Linked DNA regions of Zea mays: regions 1 and 3 are each linked to region 2. Evidence: chromatin contacts called from public Hi-C data. All regions are on one chromosome and are shown on one strand. Each heading gives the region's core, a stretch centred on a gene start, on an enhancer-like site or on the middle of the called end of the contact. The rest is flanking DNA. Distances are from core to core; before and after follow the strand shown.

What was found. Hi-C and Micro-C count contacts between places; a contact is called where the count stands out from the background.
Region 1: a contact with region 2 is called in a Hi-C map of leaf mesophyll, with 4 times the contacts expected there. The contact joins the enhancer-like site here to the promoter of LOC103637643 in region 2. A contact is called at or near these places in 6 of 25 Hi-C or Micro-C datasets (bundle sheath, endosperm, leaf and 1 more).
Region 3: a Hi-C map of leaf shows a contact between it and region 2, with 1.7 times the contacts expected there. The contact joins the enhancer-like site here to the promoter of LOC103637643 in region 2. A contact is called at or near these places in 2 of 25 Hi-C or Micro-C datasets (endosperm and leaf).

Annotation. Positions count from the first base shown.
Region 1 is chr1:91,213,099-91,216,005 of Zm-B73-REFERENCE-NAM-5.0, reverse strand. No RefSeq gene overlaps it. Among protein-coding and RNA genes, the nearest start is that of LOC103637641, 65 kb to the right of the region's middle. Within about 2 kb of position 1,370, at least 19 of the 20 cell types and tissues checked have an H3K27ac peak or open chromatin away from gene starts, as enhancers often do. A contact at or near this core is called in bundle sheath, endosperm, leaf and 1 more, where this site is marked.
Region 2 is chr1:91,382,243-91,385,215 of Zm-B73-REFERENCE-NAM-5.0, reverse strand. It overlaps LOC103637643, which reads left to right and starts at 1,565. Exons shown (of 6, transcript XM_008660053.4): 1 at 1,565-2,635; 2 at 2,753-2,973. The coding sequence starts at 2,318.
Region 3 is chr1:91,164,479-91,167,689 of Zm-B73-REFERENCE-NAM-5.0, reverse strand. No RefSeq gene overlaps it. Among protein-coding and RNA genes, the nearest start is that of LOC103637641, 17 kb to the right of the region's middle. Within about 2 kb of position 1,424, at least 9 of the 20 cell types and tissues checked have an H3K27ac peak or open chromatin away from gene starts, as enhancers often do. A contact at or near this core is called in leaf, where this site is marked.

The DNA.
Region 1 (2,907 bases), core at 121-2,620, 170 kb after region 2:
ATTCGGGTATCACAGTCGGGTACCCGAAATACCCGAACTTTCATGTGTCATGTACTCATGTCATGCTTAATTATTAATTTGTACATCTATAATTATATGTAAGTGTGCATAACTTTTGATTGTAAATTGCTTGTGTTTTATATGTCCATGTATATTATTATTCAAACTATATTTTTATATTAATTTAATAGGGTGTATGTGTTTTTATGAAGCCAACACAATAATTCGGGTAGTTCGGGAATACCGAACCCGAACCCGAAATTCCGAGTACCTAACCCATTGTAATTTCGGGTATCGATTCTCAAAATCCAAAATTTAAAATACCCAAATTATTCGACCCGAAATTTTTGGATAAGCCGAACATCCACCCCTATTACGCACAGTTGTACATACCCTAGGATCATAGGGACAACTGTCTGGACTCTGGAGTGCGGTCCATGGAGTAGTAGCGCAGTGGAGAAAAACCAATGCTATAGATTGCTTCTTGATCCAGCAATCAGATCAAGCACCTTTACAGCAGCATCACACAAGCAAAGATTACTGGAGGCGGCGGCGTCCGCGTGGCTGTGGATTCACGACGGCGACGTCGGCCATTGCCTCGGCGATCCTGTGGTGGTGGGCGAGCGAGAGTTACAGCTGCTCCGCTCGTTCGATCTTTTCCAAAGACTACGATATCATGTCTTGCTAGCTGGACTCTAGTTAGTTTCCAAAAATTATTGGACCATCGTGAGAATGAGTGTAAAGAAAAAAAAAGGCGTCTGAAAGCGTTGTAGCTACTAGCTAGTCCAATTTATGATTGGTCAATCAAGACGTTCCAGAGTTTCTACTAACTGTATGCGTTCCCTTGTTTGTCTGAGGCAGCTGCAAGTATGGCATCCACACAATCTCCCGGTGGCAAGGTAGCTAACATCCACGCCGTTTTCAGCGCAGCGTTGTGTGAACCATATGGAAAGAAAGAGCAGGGCGAAGGAAACATGAGCAGAAAGAGACGGCCGGTCCATCCCGCTCCGCGGCTCCGGTAAAAGCCAGCTTGGCTTAGCCACTCCGGCTTTTCCTGGCTCGTTCAATTCCTTCCTGTGCGTGCGTGATCCGTGTGCCGAAGCGAGGCGCTGCGACCTGCGACTGCGAGCTAGCGACGCGGCGCAACGGACTGCCTCCCTGGTGTGGTGCCTGCCACCAGGTCCTCGCATCCCCCGACCCGATAAGCAGCGCGGACGGGGCAAAGCAACCGCGCTCATTCGCGCCGGAGCCAGAGAAGGAGATCGGAGAGAGGCCCCGTGGGCCGGGGCCCGGCATACGCCACACGCCACCGACAACGCATCGCATCAGGCGAGCCCATGCCGTGCTGATCCTGCAGCGACGGTGCGCGGGGAGCACGCGCGCGCACGTGGGCTGGGCCGGATCAGTTACCTGGCCCGTGTCTCGCCACCCCCGCGCCGCTCAGCTCCTTATGCGAGCGGTGGACCGATTATGGATGGCAATGGATGTCATTTATCCGCGTACCCGCGGATAAAAAATCTGTTGGACACAGTTTTGGGTACGAGTCTGTATACATGGATACAGATACGAGTAGCACTTGATATCCGTGGATATTTTTAAAACAGATAGGAAAAATCAATATCCATACCCAATTACCCGAATATCCGTTAAAATTACACCCGTCCCGCAGGCCCATGGGCCACATCGCCACAGCCCACAAGGCCACAACCGTTCTCCAATCTCCATGCTTCCATCAATCTAGCGAAGCCCTCGCTCGGCCAGTCCATTCTCCGATCTCATTCTCTCCTCCTCTGTCCTCTCCCACTCGGCCACTCCTACCGCCACCGCCCACTCCATCTCACCTCTCCCAGACCCCCGCAGTCGCTGCCCCCTACCGGTCCGGGTCCCTGGCTCCCTGCGCGGCTCCCGGGCACAGAGCGCAGATCTCCAGCTCGTCCTCAGTCCCTGCATCGCTGACTCCCTGCGTAGCTTGTCCTCAGTCCCTGGCTCCCTGCATCGCTGACTCCCTACGTGCCTGGCCGCCTGCTTCATCAGGATCAAAGAGGAAGCTCAGATCTGATTTTGCTAGACAATTTTATATTTGCTGGACAAATATGATATCATGTTTGAATTTGCTGGACAGATTCTGTATGACTTTATGTTTTTATCATATTTAAATTTGTTTGTTGGACAAATATGATATCATGTTTGAATTTGCTGGATTTAAATATTTTGTATGTGTAGTGGGCAAACGGATATATCCGCGGATATCCGTTATCCGCGGGTAACGGATGTGGATACTGTTTGTTATCCATGGTGGATAACGGGTACGAGTTCGGATATCGGATATAAGTCGCGGATATGGGTGTCCAGAGACAGTATCCGCGGATATTTTAACCGTTGCCATCCCTAGGACCGATTCTAATTCTCGAGAAATATAGCTACGTTATCACAGATCTTTAGATTCGCTTTATTCTCTCTCGTCATTAAATGCGAGAAGATGTTAAAGACTCGTCTCTTTTCCCATAAGCACAACAGAGAATACACGAGACACATGATTAAGGTTGGGCATCTTCACTGTATTATGAGGTAGTGTACATGTTGCTTATATAGAAACGTAAGACCTCTCAGAGGTAAAACCGGTATTTACCCACATAGGCCCTCGTTAGGGTTTCTTAGCACTCTGCCTTGGGTGAATACCACGACCAACACATGTCTCATAAAAACTCACAGAAACTGAGTGGAAAAATATGGAGAAAGAGCGTATGGTGGCGCAAATTGCATTTGCACTTTGTTGCCTCGTTAAAAACCTTATGCGAGAAACTTCAGAAAAAACTCACCAAGGGAAAAAGAGTACAACTAGTGTCATCAGAACAGATTTCGATATTCTAGATCTTGATTCCATTGAAACTTTTGTAAGGGCTAACT
Region 2 (2,973 bases), core at 316-2,815:
TAAACATATTGGAGATAAAAACCCGCGGGTAACCTATGGGTACCCGCAAACCCGATGGATACGGGTTTGGGCAAAATTTCAAACCCGTCATGGGTACGGGTTCTTTAATGGGTGTAAATATTTTTCACGGGTACGAGTTTGGGATAGCAAAACCCGACGGGTTTGTACCCGTTGCCATCTCTACGTGCGACTCCGCTCGGGAGGAGGCAGGCACCTATCATTGCCCGCCGCCCGGCCGCCCTCTGGACAGTCAGTCGTTACGCGCGCCTTACCGGCACGGCCGGAGCTCATCATCCATGCTTGCTCAGCAAGCGCGCGGTGCGGCTGCTGCCTGATCAAAGTGATTAGGATTTAGGACGCCGAGGCAAAAAAAAAAAAAAACGTTTCGTCCCGAACGCGGGGCCCACCAGCTGACACCTAATATCCTGTGCTTTTTTTTGTTCGGTCGCCGCTAGTGCTCGAGTCCACATGCAGCTGAGCTGAAGGCCTGCCCTGAAGGCTGAAGCCGGGCCAGGCCAACAGGAAAAGAAAAGAAAAAAAACTGGAGAAAGCAAAGAAAAAAAAGGCACGCCCACCAGACTCACAGCGACGGAAATTCCTAGCTACAGTGAAGGTCGCTTGGCTTTGCTTGACTGCTCCACTAAGTCTGAACTGACCAGCTGCTAGCCTTGCCATTGGTATTATTAATCTCTACTAGCACAGATCGGTTTGGACCCCCCCCCCCCCCCTCGACTAGGGATGGAATCGTGGAACAGAGCGAAGAAGTAAGTACACACGGCTCAGAAGAAAGGTTAACAGTAGCCGAAGAGTAGCTCTGTTCCCATCTCATCCACCATCCATCAGCGTGGCAATTAGCGCCGATTCCTCAGGCGCATGTGTACTCTGCTGCTGATGACGGATGAGTGCGCGTGGCGTTCCGTTTCGCTGTGGTGCTGTCCCGAGGCTCCGTTTCCGTAGAGAGTAGAGACAGACAAAAGCGATGGTCCTGGCCTGCACGAGACGAGACAAACGCATCGAGAGGCAGGCAGGCATCAGGCACGCCCCCACGCCTGGTAAGTAAAAATAAAAATAAAAAAAAATGGCGGCGGACGCGCAGTCAAGATCAAGCGAAGAGCACGGGCCGAGACCAGGGGACCGACAGCGTCCAGAGCTCCTTGTTTGTCCTATCGCTACCGGGGGAACAGGTGTGGAGAACCGTGCAGCAGCGGACGGACACTGTCCAGCTTCCCTGGGTCGTCTCCTCCGATCCTGTTCTGTCATCGGCGTCCCCTGGCGTGCGTGGCTACTGATGACTCGTCTCGTCTCCAGATGCGGCAGACCGGAAAATAGTAGTATACTACTAGGAGGAGACCCCAGATTGTCGCGGGCCAAAATATCTGGAATCTCGCGTCGTCATAAACTCATAGTAGTGATGCATGGTCCGTGTGGATTTTTAGGGTTTGCAAAACGGAACCCGTTGGCAGAAAAACGAAGCAGTAGCAGGGCATGTACAACCTAGACATTGCTGCACGGTATTCTAAATATAAGACACAACTAAAACACAATATATTACAGTGGTCATATCTAAAACATGTGTCTTACCATATTCATTATACCAATCAGAGCATTCAATAAATTAAAGTGACCAATCAACTAGTCTCATGTCTCGAACATAGAGCTAAGACACTGTGTCTTCGTTAAGATACATGTCTTGAGTTTTTACATTCACCCTCCTAAATACACTTTAAGACACAACTTAAGACACTCATTGTACATGCCCGTAGTACCGTCCACATTGCTGCAACTGCAAAACAACAATTCAACAGTTCTTGAATCCCTAAACTAATGATGATGATGTTGCTTGGGCCCGTGCAGTACAGGGCCGTCTCCAACAACCGCCGGAATGGCGATCCAAACAACCAATACCCTCCCTGGTTCCTCTTCAGTCTCACTCGCACGGTCTCACCACGGCACCACCAGAGGTCCGATATAGCTCACCTGCTGCGAACAGATCGTTTGAAGAACGGCGACACGGGTGCCCAGTCCCAGCTACGTAGTGGGTAGAAGAGGAGGCCAGGCCAGGAGCTTGTCAGCCTCGTGTTCCCCCCTCTCGCTCGCTCCTGCTGCCTGCCTGTGCCTGCCTCCACACCCCTGGCCTTGTGCTTCGTGCGTGCGTGCCTCTGCCTCCCTCCCTATAAGTACACACGCCGCCTCCGTCTCGGACACTTGCAGAACCATCCATCACTAGTTGAGTGGCCTGCAAAGACACGTACGCACGGCACGCGACCACAGCAGCAGCTGGTCTGAGGCAGCTAGCTTGGAACCACAGGACGGCGCGATGCAGAAGCGCTGGAAGCCGAGAGACGCCGCTGCCGGTGCTTTCAGCATGGCGCTGGAGCTGGTGGACGACGAGGACGACGCGGCGCCGCCGGCGATACCGCCGCCGCAGACGCCGCTGGAGCCCATGGAGTACCTCTCTCGGTCGTGGAGCGTGTCGGCGTCGGAGATCTCCAAGATCCTCGTCGCCGGAGGCAACAAGCCCAGCAGCGTTGCCGCCGCGGCGTGCCGCCTTCCGGAGGCGGCTATGTCTATACCGGAGCAGGCGCCTGTGCTCGCCACGTCCTCCACCGTCCATCTCCCGTCTCCTCAGCAGCATGTATGTAATGTAACCAACGCGCATCTCGCTCGCTCAGTCCTCTTTGTGATTTTATTGTATCTTCTTTTCCCCTCATCTGATTCTTGGTGCTACTGCGATATACCTAATTACCTGCAGAGAGATGCGAGGAGGTACTCCACGAGCGGCGGCCACCACCAATCGATCGGCAGGTGGTTCCAGCAGGCTCACCACAGGGAAACGTGCCGGGCGAAGCAGAGCGGCAAGGAGAAGCAGCGCGCCGAGAAGGCCCACGTGCACGCCATGGTGTCCGTGGCCCGGGTGGCGGCCGCGGTCGCCGCCGTCGCGGGCTCCGGCGACACCCAGACCCAGGCCACCAA
Region 3 (3,211 bases), core at 175-2,674, 220 kb after region 2:
GACCGTTTGCTATTGCGCGGAGATCCCCATGAAGAACCAAGATCTCATATCCCCAGGAGGGACCCCATCGGGGAGGAAGGATTTTGGGGTTCTTTGACTTCGGTAGGCCACCCAGAGCTCCCCTAGATGATGTAGAGTCAAATAGATGTAAAGATTGAGGTTGGGGAACTACATCTAAACCTAATCTACGACTAGACTACTCCTAGGTTTAATGCATTGTTGTGTGTTTCAATCGGTTGTACCCTAGAGAGAGAGAGAGAGAGAGAGAGAGTCTAGCCTCGTTTCTAGGCAAAACCCAACAGTTTCCTGTGAGTTGTTAAGATAACCACGCAAGAGATAAGGATTCCAGCCTGAATTAATCTAGTCGCGGACCGTTCAGCCATCATGCTGGGCCATCTGAGGTATGGACCGTCCGAGCTATAAGGCTAGACGGTCTGGATGTCTAGACGCTAGATTTGGTGCTCAACACATATCAATTTGTAAATATATAGAATAAATAGTTTCTAAATACTTCAATATCGTTTTTTGTTTGTTGAACCGGTACTAAAATGTCACTTTATAAGCCAAAAACTGATACTAAAGATAGACCTTGCAGTACCATTTCGAGGCAAGAATTAGTATTAAAGGCCTCTTTTTAGTACTGTGTCATGCAACATTGACTAAAGATTGACACTTTAGTTCCCGTTGTCCAGTACCAGTTGAAAGTCAATTACTATAACTAGTTTTCAACCGTTTCTACAGTAGTGATTCCATATAGGATGTAAAGTACATCGGTTTAACGGTAACGACTATTGTACAATCAGTCCTACGTGCAAACGAGCTTCTTAATCTGTTAGATTATAATGCAGTCATATGTTACATTACGCCATGAGCTCGAGTGGCTTTATTAAGATCCCCTAACAAACCAAGGTTGCATCTATGGTTGGATCATGATCTAATAAATTATGAGGCTCGCTTGCATTTGCATAGTTGCACACGCTTACACCTAGAGGCTACTTGCTTAGGAGTCATTGCCTGGTTTAATGGTCTAAACCTCTCTAAATTACATACTTCCTCCGTTCCACAATATTGTTTGTTTTAGCTCTTCAATTTTGTGTCCATATTCAAACGAATGACAACAAATCTAGACATATATATAAAACACATGTATTCAATATTGTATGAATCTATTAACATTCTAAATTAAATACTACCTCCATTCTTGAATATTTGCCGCCTATATTTTTGAACTAAAACACGATAAATAAAATAGAACGGATGGACTAGTATTTTAGAAAAGAAAGACCATCATTTATCGTATATACTATTATAGCTCATCCCACTCATCCTTCAAGACCACTGCATCTGCTCGTCATGCAAGTTCCGTGCAGCCGGTAGGTGTCATGGCACTGTTGCTAATGCCAAGGCAGTTCAGTGCCCCCTTGGCTACGGAACTGTCTCTCTCTTTCTCATCGTTTTCTCGTTATTAGGTGGGCACAGGGTACGTGTCATTCCTATACGATGTCGAAAAGAAATAAATAATACAGTAATAGCAGACAACTTTGTTAGGTAGTCAGCTACACACCACGTATATTTCACAAACAAAGAGTAAATTAATGGGGAATACATCCATTAAACCCTATGGGTTAGTTTAAGAGAAAGAGATTGGAGGGGCAACCTCCTCCATCATCTCCTATTTTCTTCGTTCCAAACTAGCCCTATATATTTAGAGAGTGTTTGATTCTTTTAGTCATTCTTCTAAACTTTAGTGACTAAACTTTAGTTTTTAAAAAACATATTTGAAAGATCTAAAGGTGTTTGGGTTATAAGGACTAATTTTTAATTCATTCACTTTATTACATTTTAGTCCCTAAATTATTAAATACAGAAACTAAAACCCTAAACATCCTCTAAGTTTAGAAGGTGGAACCAAACGCTCTTTAATCTACGAAAGTAATGCAACGGCATTATTGTATTTAGAGATTGTGTGATACACATAAATACATTAATTAGAATACATTACACATCCATCGGTATCGCTGGATGCAGTAGCCATGGTCATGGGTGGAAATGGTATGTAAAAGAAACATGTCCAAATTAGTTAGAAATGAACCTCATTCACAAACATAGCTACTACGGGAGTAGTTGGTTAGTCCCGGTTGCTATTTGCTACGCGAGTGGCTTATTTCCTGCAATATCTCGCTGCTACTGTTTGATGAACACCTCTAGGAATGAAAACGGTCGGAAACGGTATTTATTCAGTAATCAGTTTTTGGTCGTTTTTCTTTGATTGCGAATAAATAGGATATATAATGCACTATACAAATTTGTATTCTTGTTTATAACATTGAGCTTGTAAAGATTCATAAAAGTTAATCCTCAAATTCATCATATATTTTCTTAAATGATAGATATAAAATTCGGTATAGATTCGAAAACAAATTCGATAATTTTTTCAACTTTTTTTGTTTTAGGGAGCAAATAATACATAAAACAATTTATGTAATATTTTATTCTTATTTGTAATAATGTGCTTGAGAACATAACACAAGACCAACATCAAATTCTATACATATCTATTTTAAAATATTAAATTTGTTCTAACAGTTCAGATTACCACTTTCATCCCTAAACACCTCTAGCGAATTAATTCTCGCAAGGCCGATTATGAAAACCAAAAGATAAATTTTAAAACCCCTTGTAAAAACAGAAACAACCCGATCACCAGTTTTCAGTTTAATAAAGTCTAAACATCGAGGTATCTGTTAAATCTATATATAAAATTCCTATTATACCACAATAAAAGAGTATCAAGGATAACATAAAAGTAACCTTTAATGACATGTTTGGTTGAGCTTGCCGGCTAGGCAAACATCTTAGCCCAGGTGGCCGAAATCGAACGCCTGGATGGATTCCTGGGCCAGACAGCTCTAAATTATTTCATATAAACTAAATTCATATAAATAGGCCCTAAATTCAAATCCAAACTACCCATGTGTGTCATTGTTAAAATAAACTAACGTATAATACCTTAAATCATGTTAAGGAGAAATGTTATAAAGTGCGTATAAGTTACTTCTAAGGACTCCATTAAAATATAGTAATTTCATATAAATCATTTTTTTTTACAAAATCTGCATTCCTATATATGTGAACACTGAACATATATGGTGCATTACGAGTAGCATACTGGCAGTGCCATAAATTATTGCATCACTACATGTGAATTTAT